Linked DNA regions of Mus musculus: region 1 is linked to region 2. Evidence: chromatin contacts called from public promoter capture Hi-C data. All regions are on one chromosome and are shown on one strand. Each heading gives the region's core, a stretch centred on a gene start, on an enhancer-like site or on the middle of the called end of the contact. The rest is flanking DNA. Distances are from core to core; before and after follow the strand shown.

Region 1 (3,213 bases), core at 222-2,721, 3.7 Mb after region 2:
GAGGTAAAAAACAGCTGATGTTTGGGGGACATGGTGAGACTGTTTAATCAATCAATACCAAGAATACAGGATAAAATATACTACAATCTAATTGCATTTATCACCGGCTTGCTTTATTTTGCTTTAAAAATTTAAGGTTACAGTATATACTAATTTTCACAAGCTTGGATTTGTAAGGTGTTGTTAGCTACTCCATACTGCTAAACGGCAGAGGCAGCATTTCCGAATTTGTTATATTTGACTTTAAAGATGTGTATCTCATCTTCTAGCTGACAAGCTAAAAAATTACCTGGCAAAAAACCCCACAAAAAAAAAAAAAACAAAACAAAGCAACAAACCAAAAACAAACAAACAAACAAAAAACACCAAGAAAAACCTGAGTTGCCAGGCAGTGGTGGCGCACGCCTTTAATCCTAGCACTTGGGAGGCAGAGGCAGGCAGATTTCCGAGTTCGAGGCCAGCCTGGTCTATAGAGTGAGTTCCAGGACAGCCAGGGCTACACAGGGAAACTCTGTCTCAAAAAAAAAAAAAAAAAAAAAAAAAAAAAGAAAAACCTGAGTTGATAATTGTATTTAAAACTGGAACAGAGGAAGTCTTTGAAAATGCCTTGGTATCAATGAAAGCATGTGACTGATTTATATAAGGTCCTACCTCTATAGTTTTAGGTTTGCTCGTCAAACTGAATGCTTTACAAATTTCTTCAGGAATGATGCCTCGGACCTTTGCCTCAAGGTGGATCACTCTGATGTTATTAAAAAAAAAAAAAAAAAAAAAAAAAGGAACCTGGTCACTTCTTTGCCTGGAAGCCTAGGGCCGTTGCTGTCTCCAAACTCGTGCAAGACTGCTTTTCCACCCCAAATCTGTTCAGAAGCACGAAACGCGAAGAGCCATACCGTGAAGAAGAGTCGCCCGTAGTTTCCCAGAAGTTTTTAATAAGTTCTCAAGAAATGCCACTAGCTGTTCCTTACTCGGCTCTCTGTCTTGCAAGATTTCGCGTATACTTTCTGGAGAGACTAACCTGAAGGCACTGTCCCTCGGCTGCGAAGAGCCCGGCTCCTGGTGGAGGGAGTCCACCGCGAAGACCTGCTCCCTGAACACCACCATAGAGGACCACCACTGTGAGGCTAGGTTCTTTCGTAACTCTACACCCAAAGGTCCAAAGCGCGCGTGGCACCCGCTCAGCAGAGCAGCCGTGCTGAGCTGCTGCGGCGTCCCGCTGAAAAAGTGCCTCCTCCGGCAGAGGTCTACCAGCGCCTCGCGGGCCACCGCATGCTCGGGGGCGTCAGGCTGCTGCGTCCCATCTGCGGGACCCGCGTACCCGGACAGCCAGCACCTGCAGGCCCTGCGGCAGGCCCTGGCGCCGCCACCGCAGCGCATCGCTTCAGGAGTCGGAACACCAGCACCTCCCGTGCAGAGCCGCAGTTTCAAACCTACACCAGCACCAGGGCCTGGGGTGCAGGCACAGCGGAAATGGACGTGCTGTAGACCACGCCCCCGGAAGAGCGTCACCCGCTGCTGAGCAGCAGCCGCCTTGGGCGTATCCCGGCCTCCGCGGCTGACGCCAGCGTCTGATTGTTTACTACCTTTGGGATTTTCCGTTTGGTAACTCCACCTGCCTCACATTCACTTGTTTAGCTTTTACCACAATCCTGTTACTATAGAGTTAGCATCAGGTTTTCCGAGCTGCCAAACAAAACGAAAAAAACCCCTTCCAAAATGTTGTCCTGGACGGTACTGATGTGAGGCTTAGCGTTCAGTCTCCAAGGGAATGTGTTGTGCACTTTTAGTTTATACTAATGCTGGCAAACATTATCACCAATGGCCACTCCACTCTCTCCCGGGTGTGGCTGGACAGACAGGGTGACCAGGTCTTAAAAAGGGCTTCGGGAATTTATTAACCACCTCCTTAAAAAGAATTTTTTTTTTTTTTTTTAAAGATTTGTGAGTTGCTGTCTTCAGACACACCAGAAGAGGCCATCACTACAGGTGGTTGTGAGGCACCGTATGGTTGCTGGAAGAGCAGTGCTCTTAACCTCTGTACTTCCCTTCTCGTAGAAATCAGTTAATACCTGACTAGGACAAAGGGGTGTTTTTGATACTGGAGTTTGATTATAAGGTGCAGGACTGTTGTGGTAGCTCACTCCTATGTTAACATATGCATAAGGGACAATCTCTGACTTCAAGGCCAGCTTGGCCTATGTATCAAATTCCAGGATAGCTGGAATGGGGAAGGCGGGGGTGCAAAAACCCAGGTAAGAGGCCTCTACGCGAATAAATAAATGAAGAGAATGGGGAGAAAAATCACATTTATTAGTTAAGACAACCACAGGCTGGACACAACACACATGCTAAAAAGTGGACTGTCTTTTAAAACTTCAAAGGTAATTTTTTCCAAGCCCCACAATCATTTCCATAATTATTTACAAAATAAAAGGTCCACATTAAGACATTGAACAGTAAAATATGTAATAAATGCTCCAATCTACACCTATACTTAAAAATCATGAATCTGACTAGCCATGCCATTGAAAACCACTCAGTACTAGAGGATGAACCAGTTTTCAATGTTATCAGCCCTGGAAAACACGCCCAGCTCCCACCCCCAGCACATTCTATTTTGTTTTAACATTTTATAAATAAGGCATTAACAATAAGCCCATTTTAAAAACAAAAAGTTAAATAACTTCCTTTAAGACTTTTGTCCTGGGCAAAAAACACACCAATTTTTTGGGAAGACATTTAGACCTACTTATAGCCATTCTGAAACAAAGCTGTTTGCTGGTGATCCTACTTAAATCTAAAGCTTTCCCCCCAATCCTTCTAGCTGTTAAGCCCATAGTGAACCTAACCCGAAAACTTTACTGTGCTTTTGGTTATGTCGTCTTCCTTGTGACTAGCCTACAAGACCCCTAAAATCCCCTGAAATAATGTGGAGACATTCCTGACTTCCAGGTGTGGCTATAAGCACTCTGGCAAGTCCTCGAGGACTAGGAACCTACAAGGTAATCCTGCACTAAAGACACAGTGCACACAGCTCTTGGGCTAACAGTCTTTCAGCTTCGCACATTTCGGCAGTTGACAACAAAACCAAGAGATGGAATAAAATTTTGATAAAGCAAAAATGTCATTACTTAAAACTGTTTTGCAAAAGAAATCAACATGTATTTATATAGTTACTGTCCTGTAGTTCACTCTTAAGGAAAATAGGCTATT
Region 2 (3,164 bases), core at 400-2,899:
CAAGGAAGACCCGCTCTAGTTACAACTGCCTCTTCGTTGTCAGGTGACCTTGGATAAGTCACTTGATTTCTCCAAGGCGCAGAGCTTTCCTATAGCTAAAATGGCGGCTAACTCCTGCCCTACCTCGCTCACATGGCTGCGCTGGTCAAATAGTTTCATGTGTAGAATCTCACTCCATTATGGCTGGAATGTAAGGAAAAAGAAGAATGGCTCACTGGGTACTCAGGCAAAGGGAGAAGTGGCAATTACGCCAAGGGGATTAAAGGGAGTTTTTCGGGTCCTTCTAGTAGGGGAAAAGAATGTGAATCCCTTTTAAGGGGGAGTAGAACCCCCACTTCACCCCCAATGTACCCTACGGCCCTGGGTCAAGCACACCCATTTCAGGGAAGGCCTTCAGCTTTCCTTCTCGAAGCCTTCCCCCCAACACACACACACACCTCATCTCTGTGGATGACACCCCCTTTTTTCGGGAACGCATAGATTTTTGGGTTCCTCCCCAACACAGACTTCGCATCAATTGGCCCAATCTCTCCAGAGTATCCTGGCTAGGGAAAGGTTTGCGGTATCGGAAGCGAAGAGGCCAAGTCGACCCCGGGAGGCCATTTTCTTCGGCAGAAGCCGAGGTTCGGGGCGAGTCCTTCCTCCTCACCACGCGCTTCCCATCCGGGCTCAGGCGGAGAGCTCGGCCGCGGAGGACCACTTTGCTTTCACCTCTGGTGCGGAGATAGCTCTTGGCCTGGGTGGCTGCTCTCACCTAAGGGCCTCCAGGATAGCCTGAGGACCGACGTCACTCAGGACTCGAACCCGCCCTCTCAGTTCCTGAGGCCTAGTCTGAAGCTGATGCTCGGCAGGCCACCACACTGTCCCTTTAAGGCGGCACTTCTTAATTCATTTGTTTACTTCTTCATGCGCTTTTCGTCTTTTTAATAAATAGTTGTCCAAAATATCCTTCCGCTTATCTCTCTCCAAGAAACCCATCACCTACCTCAGAGACATTATTGTAATTTTAAGAATCCAATGTCAGTAATCACGACTAACAGCTCTCTTTATAGAATTTAATCCTCTTTTACACTTTAGGGACTACTTTTTAGGGACAGACCATTTTTGCATAAGTTGAAAACGGTTTATGGCCATCAGAACCTTTCCGCTGAGAACAGAATATGACAGTAGATTTTCAAACGCACCTTTTAATAAAAATATTCTGTATAAGCTCCCAAAGGTCATGGAATCTTCTTGTATTCCTGAAGCACAATGGTATGGTCCAGAACCCGCCCCATCTCCTCTGTAATTGGTCTTCCTTCCTCGGAGAGACGAATAACTCTTGCCCAATGACTGCTCACGTTTCTTCAGCGAGAGCTAAGCGATGGAAGAAGGCGGCCTGGGAGACGCCCCCTACGCATTCTATGATTGGCTACGTTGCACGGCGCGCGAGGACGGCGGGCCCGAAAGAAGGGAACTACGACTCCCGGCTGCCCCACACCTGGACTCCGTTACGCATGCGCATGGGCGGGGCTTACAAGCTTCTATATATAAGAGGCGCCGAGGGCTTGGAGACAGCAGTTGGAAGTTGGCAGGTGGAAAGTCAGGTTGGGAGGGGAAGCCGGAGGAGGAGGCGGAAGAAGAGCTGTCTGAAGGGGGAGGGAGGGAGGGAGGAAAAGAGGAGGAGGCGGAGGAGAACTGAGCGGAGCATCGAGCCAGAGGGGAGATGAGTTTGTCTGTCCTCGGCTAAGGCTCCGGCCCGGCCTGAGGAACTGGGAGCTCGGGTTGGAGCGACACCCGTGGAAGTGGGAGGTGGCGGCTCTGGGACTTTAACCCCTTGTGGGCTCTGCGGCAGGGGATTTAACCCTTTGTGGATTCGGCCCCTCCGAGGCAGCGTCATCGGGTAGTTTTAACCCTTTCGGGTTGGGTTTAACCCATTGGACTTAAACCTCCTCTCCTTGCGCACCAACTCCTCGTCTGTGGGAGCACTCGGCGGGGAGGCGTGAAGCCCACCCCTCTGCATATTTGCATACGGTGCCTGCTGCTGAACCCCCGGACCTGCTAGTTGGCCACGCTTGTGTGCGCTTAACCCTTTATTGACTGGACTCCAAGTTGCGATTGGAGTTTGCTGACAGGACGGACGGAAGGCGTCACTGCAGAAATTACTGACCGAAGAGGACTTTGTTGGACATATTTTGAAAAGAAAGAAAAACCTCTTTCCTTAAGCCAGAATTTCTCAAACTTCCAGAAGAGAACTCTACTAAGCCATGGCCGAGCCACTCTTGACAGAACATCAACACCAGCCTCAAACTAGCAACTGTACAGGTGCTGCTGTTGTCCATGAAGAGCATACCTCTGAGCGCCCCCCAAGCGCGGAGGAACGGGTGCCCAAGGAGGACAGTAGGTGGCAATCGAGAGCGTCCTTGCAGTCCGGTAGCCGTCCAGGGCAGGAGGGAGAAGGGGGCCTGAAGCACCAGCTGCCCCCATTGCAGACGAATGCCTGTCCAGAATTGAGCTCCCTGGAGAAGGGCGAGAAGGGCCAGAATGGGGAGGACTTATCCACTGGCGGTGCCTCCCCGTCGGCGGAGGGAGAGCCGATGTCAGAGTCCCTCGTGCAGCCAGGTCATGACTCGGAGGCCACCAAGCAGGAGGCTCCTGCCGCCGGAGGCGAGGAGCCATGGGGACAGCAACAGAGACAGCTGGGCAAGAAAAAACATCGGAGACGCCCCTCAAAGAAGAAGCGGCATTGGAAGCCCTACTACAAGCTGACTTGGGAGGAGAAGAAAAAGTTCGACGAGAAGCAGAGCCTGCGAGCTTCGCGGGTTCGAGCCGAGATGTTCGCCAAGGGCCAGCCAGTTGCGCCCTATAACACCACGCAGTTCCTCATGGATGACCACGATCAGGAGGAGCCTGATCTCAAAACCGGCCTTTACCCCAAGCGGGCAGCCGCCAAATCCGACGACACCAGCGATGAGGATTTTGTGGAAGAAGCTGGTGAGGAAGACGGAGGCAGCGATGGCATGGGAGGGGACGGCAGCGAGTTTCTGCAGCGGGACTTCTCGGAGACGTACGAGCGGTACCACGCCGAGAGCCTGCAGAACATGAGCAAGCAGGAGCTCATCAAAGAGTACCTGGAGCTGGAGAAGTGCCTCTCCCGCAAGGAGGACGAAAATAACCGGCTGCGG

What was found. Promoter capture Hi-C pulls out the DNA fragments that hold promoters and counts their contacts.
Region 1: a contact with region 2 is called in a promoter capture Hi-C map of second pharyngeal arch cranial neural crest. The contact joins the promoter of Polg2 here to the promoter of Hexim1 in region 2. A contact is called at or near these places in 2 of 39 promoter capture datasets (erythroid cells and second pharyngeal arch cranial neural crest).

Annotation. Positions count from the first base shown.
Region 1 is chr11:106,778,066-106,781,278 of GRCm38.p6, forward strand. It overlaps Polg2 (polymerase (DNA directed), gamma 2, accessory subunit), which reads right to left and starts at 1,472. Exons shown (of 8, transcript NM_015810.2): 1 at 894-1,472. The coding sequence starts at 1,377. It overlaps Ddx5 (DEAD box helicase 5), which reads right to left. Exons shown (of 13, transcript NM_007840.3): 13 at 2,291-3,213.
Region 2 is chr11:103,114,676-103,117,839 of GRCm38.p6, forward strand. It overlaps Hexim1 (hexamethylene bis-acetamide inducible 1), which reads left to right and starts at 1,650. Exons shown (of 1, transcript NM_138753.2): 1 at 1,650-3,164. The coding sequence starts at 2,247.